2 separate regions of the Mus musculus genome follow, and region 1 is linked to region 2. A link is a contact called in public Micro-C data. All regions are on one chromosome and are shown on one strand. The core of a region is the stretch at or near the end of the contact, and the rest is flanking DNA. Distances in the headings are between cores, read along the strand shown.

Evidence for each region. Hi-C and Micro-C count contacts between places; a contact is called where the count stands out from the background.
Region 1: a contact with region 2 is called in a Micro-C map of the AtT-20 cell line, with 4 times the contacts expected there. The contact joins two enhancer-like sites. A contact is called at or near these places in 2 of 39 promoter capture datasets (the 3T3-L1 cell line and hippocampal neurons), 2 of 15 datasets of contacts at CTCF or cohesin (the NIH/3T3 cell line and pro-B cells), 45 of 484 Hi-C or Micro-C datasets (the 3T3-L1 cell line, 3T3-L1-derived adipocytes, the AML12 cell line and 28 more) and 6 of 115 datasets of contacts at active chromatin or transcription factors (VIP interneurons, astrocytes, embryonic basal ganglia and 2 more).

The regions. Positions count from the first base shown.
Region 1 is chr12:118,455,946-118,459,206 of GRCm38.p6, forward strand. No RefSeq gene overlaps it. Among named protein-coding and RNA genes, the nearest start is that of Gm25577, 47 kb to the right of the region's middle. Within about 2 kb of position 1,771, at least 12 of the 459 cell types and tissues checked have an H3K27ac peak or open chromatin away from gene starts, as enhancers often do. A contact at or near this core is called in the AtT-20 cell line, where this site is marked.
Region 2 is chr12:118,055,262-118,058,797 of GRCm38.p6, forward strand. Dnah11 (dynein, axonemal, heavy chain 11) reads right to left here. Exons shown (of 82, transcript NM_010060.3): 35 at 1,832-1,948. Among named protein-coding and RNA genes, the nearest start is that of Dnah11, 140 kb to the right of the region's middle. Within about 2 kb of position 1,775, at least 5 of the 459 cell types and tissues checked have an H3K27ac peak or open chromatin away from gene starts, as enhancers often do. A contact at or near this core is called in the AtT-20 cell line, where this site is marked.

The DNA.
Region 1 (3,261 bases), core at 521-3,020, 400 kb after region 2:
TGTTAAATACCTTTTTATCATATAAATTGAGTTTAGCTGATTTATGATTTTTTAAACTAAATTTTCCATTTGTGAGTAAATGTAGCTGACTTTTCAAATCTCAATTAAAAAACAGAAATAAAAGAAAATCATCTTTCTCATTTTCACTTCAAAATGTTGAGACTCTGATTCATCTTCAGCTGCTCATAAGCAATGGGGGAAAGTTACATGTTTATCAGGGTTGTTTCCGGTATACACCATTTTCATGTAATTTTACTGTCTGAAAAAGAAATGGCATAATCCTATTCCCAATAAAATGTATATTGATTAAAAAAAAAAAGCCTAAAGCTTACCATATCAAAGTACTAGGGCTAATGCTGATATAATATGGGGAAAAGTCAGAGGGTGTCCCAGGCACATGCTCTGGCCAGCCTGGGATCCGGCAGTGTCTCGCCCTCCTCTGTTTGCAGTTCCCCTGAATACTGGGGTGGGCTGAAATCTCCGAACGACACCAAGTCTGTCAGTTTTCATCTGTTTCGTGGGGATTTGCATGTTAACAGCCTCCCAGGCACTGCTGTACCCACTGTTAGCTTCAGCTCAGGATTCTGGCTCTGGTCATAAATTACTTCCTCAGCACCTGTGCCCCATCTTGAGTGAACAAATCCTGTTGAGCGTGATCGAATTCATGTAGGGACTTCAAATAGCCGAAGATGGAAGATACAGGAAAAATCTAAAGGCATATTATTTTAAAACTCTTATTGTCTTTGTGAGGAAAAATCAAAATGTGCGCCGAGCGATTTATCTGGGCGAGTTTCGTGGCTGCTGGCAACGACTCTGAGAGTTCTCCACATCCCTCCTCCCTTCCTTCTTGGTGACTCTCTTAGCAAGGCCTAATATTTTGTCTCTGGATTCCTTTTTTGAATTTGAAAAGGAAACTTACAAGAAAGAGAAGTCTTCTTTTAAGACAAAGGAATTAAAGATTGCAATCAAATCACAAACTCAAGTTAATTCTGTGGCTGTAAATACTCAGCTTTAGGTTAATAAGCACCTGTGCCATCAGTATGTCTGAACAAGTTCCCGAATACAGTCTTTCAGAAACGTTTGTAACACCCAACAACTGGAAGTCAAGAACGCAACGTTTTCAATTGCTACCTAAAAGCTGGGCAGAACAAGGTATCCTAAAACAACTATGCTTTTAAAACTAATTAGCATATGCAGTGACCTTAAAATGTAAAGATGTTACTTCTGTGAGACTAATTTTCTTCCCCAACCCAATAGGAAGTAAATGGAAATACAGAACGGAAGAGTTCTTATCATAGAATTACTGCTTTTAAATTTCGTGTGCGCGCGCGCACACACACACACACACACACACACACGAATAAAATTTTGTACCCCAGTATACTATTTTATAAAGGCTTGCTGGAACTTAGTTGGAAAGTGATAAAACACAAACTAAGCCAAAGTCAGCAAAAGTCAACAGTTGTGGCGGTTTTGTTTTCTGGTCTTTCCTTCTTGGAGGTCAAGGGATGTAGCTGTGTGTGTGTGTGTGTGTGTGTGTGTGTGTGTGTGTGTGTGTTTTCAAAGGAGGTTTAGTTATAGTCTTTCATTAAAAAAAAAAAGAAAGAAAGAAAAAGAAATGTAGACTCTACCTATTTAGCATCATTGCTCACGCCATGTTTTCTGGCAGTTCCCAAATAATACGAATAGAAACAAACCCGTGTAGAGTGTCCATCGAAGGAAAAGAAGCCTCCTTACCCAATGCTTTAGGCAAGTAGAGACTGAAAGACGAGCATGTTTGTGCGTGTATCTACTTAAATACTTACCATGCTACCATTCTCTTGGAGCTTGCAGTCATATGTGCTTTCTGTGTCCAGAAAAATCAATATTCTTATAGTTTTAAACGGGATTTTTTTCTCCCACGTCAGAAATGGGACTCTTCGACCGCGGCGTTGTGGCTTCAGATCCACAGGGTTGGGGTCCGCTCCCGCGCTGCGCGTTGCCTTTTTCATCAACAGAGGGCGCTCTGCGGTTTTCCAAGGATCCCGGCTTCTCTCACGGCCGAGCTGGGCAGCGGGCGAAGCATCAGTTAGCCGCGTTTGCAGGGTTTTTCCCCCCCATACCAGGCAGAAGCTCTTTCAACTGGCTAGTGTATGATTTATTGGAAATACTACTGATCACTGAAACAACATACGTGAATGAAAGGAAACCCCATGATTTTACAAAAGTCGGGTGACCGTGACATCTAAGGCTGCTAACTAACCCCAACCGGATAGTATTGGAAATGATCATAAGCATAGAACGCAGGCTGATACAGTCTTCACCTTGGGAAGCCAGGGCGACAGCTTTATTTACATGGCCTATCCCAGTCCTGAGCGCGCGAGTGTGCCTGGTTGTGTCCTACTTTAATATATTATACTCTTTTATACCTGATACTAGACAAATGAAATACATAATTCCTCGTGAAGTAATCTGCCTAGGTCCTAATTGACACATTAGGAGAGCTCTGAGAAGCTTTTTCTCTGCTGAAGGTTAGAGAGAAGATACCAGATGCCGATGCTATTAATTTCTCAACAGTCCAAAGCACAAAATTTCAGCTGAAAACTTGAGAGAATGAAAAAAGATATATTTCAAGAAAATTAGATTTTTCTCAGAGTATTTGTCCAAGATCTACATTTTTAGATGCATAATTTATTAGATGTTTCAACACAGAGAAGTAATCATAACCAGCTAACTCGAAGATTGCCAGTTACTATCCTTCCCGGCAAAGTTTTACAAATGTCTTAAAGCCACTGTGAAAGTCAGAGCAGCAACCCTAACAGACGCCAGAATCAACATATTTGACAGAAGTGCGCACGCCATCGTAGCCCATTATTTCAAATGAGAATGTTCCATCTCAAGATCCGGAACGATACCACCAATGACAGAATAAACGGGAATGTGGAAGTCAAACAGCATGACAGCAGCTACTCAGAACTAGAAAATAAGAGCATTGTAACGTATAGGTGTGCTCCAAGGTTCTCCTCTGAGAAAATGTGCTCCTCTGAGAAAATGAGCTCCTTTCCCACAAAGGGAAAGAAATGCCAGGTTTCCTTATGTTGAATGCATGTTTGTGTAATATTGAAGATGATGAAACAAATATTTAACAGCTAGGACAGTGCATTCCCAGCTAACTCATCCCTTTATCGCTTGCTGGTTGGAAGATAAGAACCATCCTCTTTCTTTTGCAAATATGTTTGCCAGCAGCTGTTTCAACATTTATAAAGACCATTCTCACTGATT
Region 2 (3,536 bases), core at 525-3,024:
GGCCAAAAAACATCTGATGTCACTCCCGAGGCACTATTTATACCCCTCCACCACTTTTCTTTCACTGTTCTGGTACTAGCAAAGTTAGGCTAGGCTGGCTAGCTAGTAACCCCCAAGATCCAAAATCAAGATAAAATGTGTTCCAAACTTTTTGAAACATGTTGAGGAATAATGGTGTATGTGTAGGGGAGCCTTCCTTAATTAAGTCATGTCTCTACAAGTACAGTAAACGGTGTATGTACATTAAGGTGCTACAATTCATATGTCAGAATAGAGTTGAATCTAAGCTAAGCTGTCTCAGGTAGCATTGGTTATTGTTGTGTTGTGACAACATGTTATGTGTTCAGAACCAAGATTGCAGCGAAAATCACAGAAATGCATCTCCAATTCATTATACATTATATTCTGAATAAATTCTTGTCCTTGCACATTCAGAAACTGTTGCCAACTTTTCCTGGACCCACATTTAGTCACTTGAGCCCCTAAGGGGTCATGGCTCACAGTTTAGAAAGTTGAAATTGATAGGAACTCCAGAAAAGATATATGTAAGCCTTAATCACAGAGAGTTGTGTGTGACAGAAGGATTAGTTTCCAACTGGCACAAGGGGCCTCCTTAGAGTTTAGGAGCTGTCTTCTCAATCTGAATATTTGTGATGTTCCAACAGCTGCTCACTTGATGGAAGCATGCCAGTGCACCAGATTACACCTGGATGACATAATGGAAAAGCTAACAGTCATGATGGGTATCGAAGATGCACCTGCAGGTCTTCTTATGCAGGCTGCTGGTGGCATATATATTGGCTGAGTGTTTGAAGAAAGGAGGTCAGCAATGTATTTTAATCATCGTCTGGCAATTTTACATCTAAGATTTTATTCTGTGGTTGGGGGAAGAGCTCATTACTAAAGGGTTTGCCACACCAGCTTGAGGACCTGAGTTCAGTCAGTCTTCACCACCCATGTAAAAGCTATCTCCAGTAGCACACACTTGCAATTCTAGTGCTTGGGAGGTGGAGACTGGAGGATCCCAGAGGCTTGCCAGCTGCATGGGTGATCTCCCGTGTCAATGAGAGATCTTGCCTCAAAAAGTAAGGAAGAGAACATTTGAGGAAGACACCTCTGGCCTCCATATGCACGCATACAACCGAGCACATACATGCATACACCTGAAGACTCTGAAACAAACATACTTTTTAATAAGAATAAATTTTAGTTTAATATCAAAAACAAAAACAAAACAAACCAACCAGAAAACAAAAATAAGCCTGCCACACCACACAAGGCAATAAAGAAATTGTAGATGAGTCATAAGAGGGATGATTTTGGAGATGTGGTAAATTATACTTCCAAAGATTTTCAATAGTATAGTAAAATATGTACAAAGAACATTACAAAAATGAAACTAAATAAAACCATGCCTCTCTAAAATATAAATTATAGAATAAAGTAGAAAAACTATAACAATCATGATGTCTAGTTGGCAAATAACTTCTCTTTATACATGTCTGCATTTACCAAATGCTTTATAACTTGTGAAAGTTCTGTTTACAATAAAACAGCAATGAAAAAGCTAATATTAAACACTTGGAATTACCACATAACTTGTACATACTGATTTGAGTGCTGGTTTCATTACACAAGGGGTGAGTCTATCATGGAGACAATTATCTCTATAAAGATCATGAGGAAAACTATCTCTATAAAGCGATCTCAGAGAGATAAGTTTTCCATAGGAAATTAAATTCTCTGGAAAAATAAATGGCATGGTCAGAGCGAGCCAACGTTAGGTGGCATAAGTGTACCACAGTATGTGAGCTGCGAGAGAAGCACTTGCCTGAACAGAGCTTTGAGGTTTTCTGGTAATTCGGTTCGACCGGCATATCCTGGGTTCAGAGTAATAAATATTCCAACCGAGGGTTTCAGCGGGATAGTCTCTCCAAGAAATACAAATCTACCATAAAGAGAACGTTGATGGAATTAAATGTGTTCACTGAACATGAATGCACACTGACAAATGCAAGCCCCTGCAAAATGCAAATGTGTATTAGAAAGCTGTTTGTCCTGGGTAATTTTCTTTAAGATTCATAAGCACACACATTTCGAATGTTTTGAAGCATATTTATTAAAAACAACCCCCCTTCCCGTCTAGAATCACAATATGGGAAGCTTTTTCCCCCTCCCCACAGCCTAAAATGGAAGAACGGAGAGCTAGCTGACTGCTTAAGATTTAATCAAAGGTGATGACAGTTTTGCCTTCAGTTCCTTGAATGGAGCACTGCACAGAGAGTATCCATGCTCAAAGGAGCAGGAGGAACGACTCCCTGTCCAGTTTCACCTGCCCGCCCGTTATTCAGTAAATCTCTACTAAGCATCTCTGCATGGTAGGAATGTCTGGTGGTCAGGACAGCAGGCCAGTGGGCTCTGCTAGGCTCAGAGTACAGAGCCATCAATGCCACACATTAGGCATGACAATTATCCTCTTTGTTTCAATTTCCTCATTTAATAAAAAGGGAGAATAATCCTACCTACTGGTGAGGATCTGAAAGAATATGAAATAATGGTTTGCAACACAATACCCAGGGCATAGTAAATATCCAACGGATATTAGCTATGAATACTGCTATCTTCACCACGCTAAGGCTAGGAAGAAACAACGATTTTCAGAAAGAAATTATGAGTGCCCAGTTAGACCTTTGATGACCAAGGCAATAAAATGGTAACAAGCAAAGTAAGCTTTCAGACAGGGCCAAGCAGACAAAATGTAAGGTGACCTCAGAAAGATCTCTTGAAGGAAGGGGGAAGGCTAAAGTGGTGTCTCAGAGGAAGGAGAGCAGAGACACAGATACTGGGGCTTTCTGGGGGATTTAGATACTAGGTAGCTAACAGCAGGTGATTATTTTAATGGTTCAGGTTAAAATGGAGAAATCAGGATTTTCCAAAATGTCAATTAAGGGAAGGCAGGCAAGCTTGGCTCACAGAGGTCAGGAGTGTGGTCAGGGTCTAAGCATCTCTCTCCCAGCATTCATAGCAATGATGGGCAGGGCCTCCAAGCAGAGGGAGGAGCCTCTAACAGATGGACTCAGCTTAGATCTATGGCTTAGAACCTGAAGGGTAAGGAGAATTTAATCAACTCATGAGACCATGATGGAGACTTGCAGCCTGTTTATGAACAGGAAGAAGGAAGAAGGGAGAGGCCTTAAAATGCAGGCAGAGGCACCACCAAGTATGCCTGGGAATTTTCAAATCACTTCTGACTAAATACATAAATCTGCATGACAAAGGACGGCCTCAGATGACTTTATCGGGATCCCAGATAATGGGATTCCGAGTAAAAGTCAAATATGGCCGGGGATCTAACTAAAATTCCACTGAGACAGAACCAGAAGTGAGGTGGGTAAGGCAGCAGGCATCTGGATGTTGGAAGCTGGTGTTAGGACCCAAAGGTGGAAACATATTTCTCTGACAAACTGGAAACTTCTAGAACAAGTGCACAGCTCTGAGAAAGGGATTGGGGTGGGAATCCTTTATCATTGAGGTGG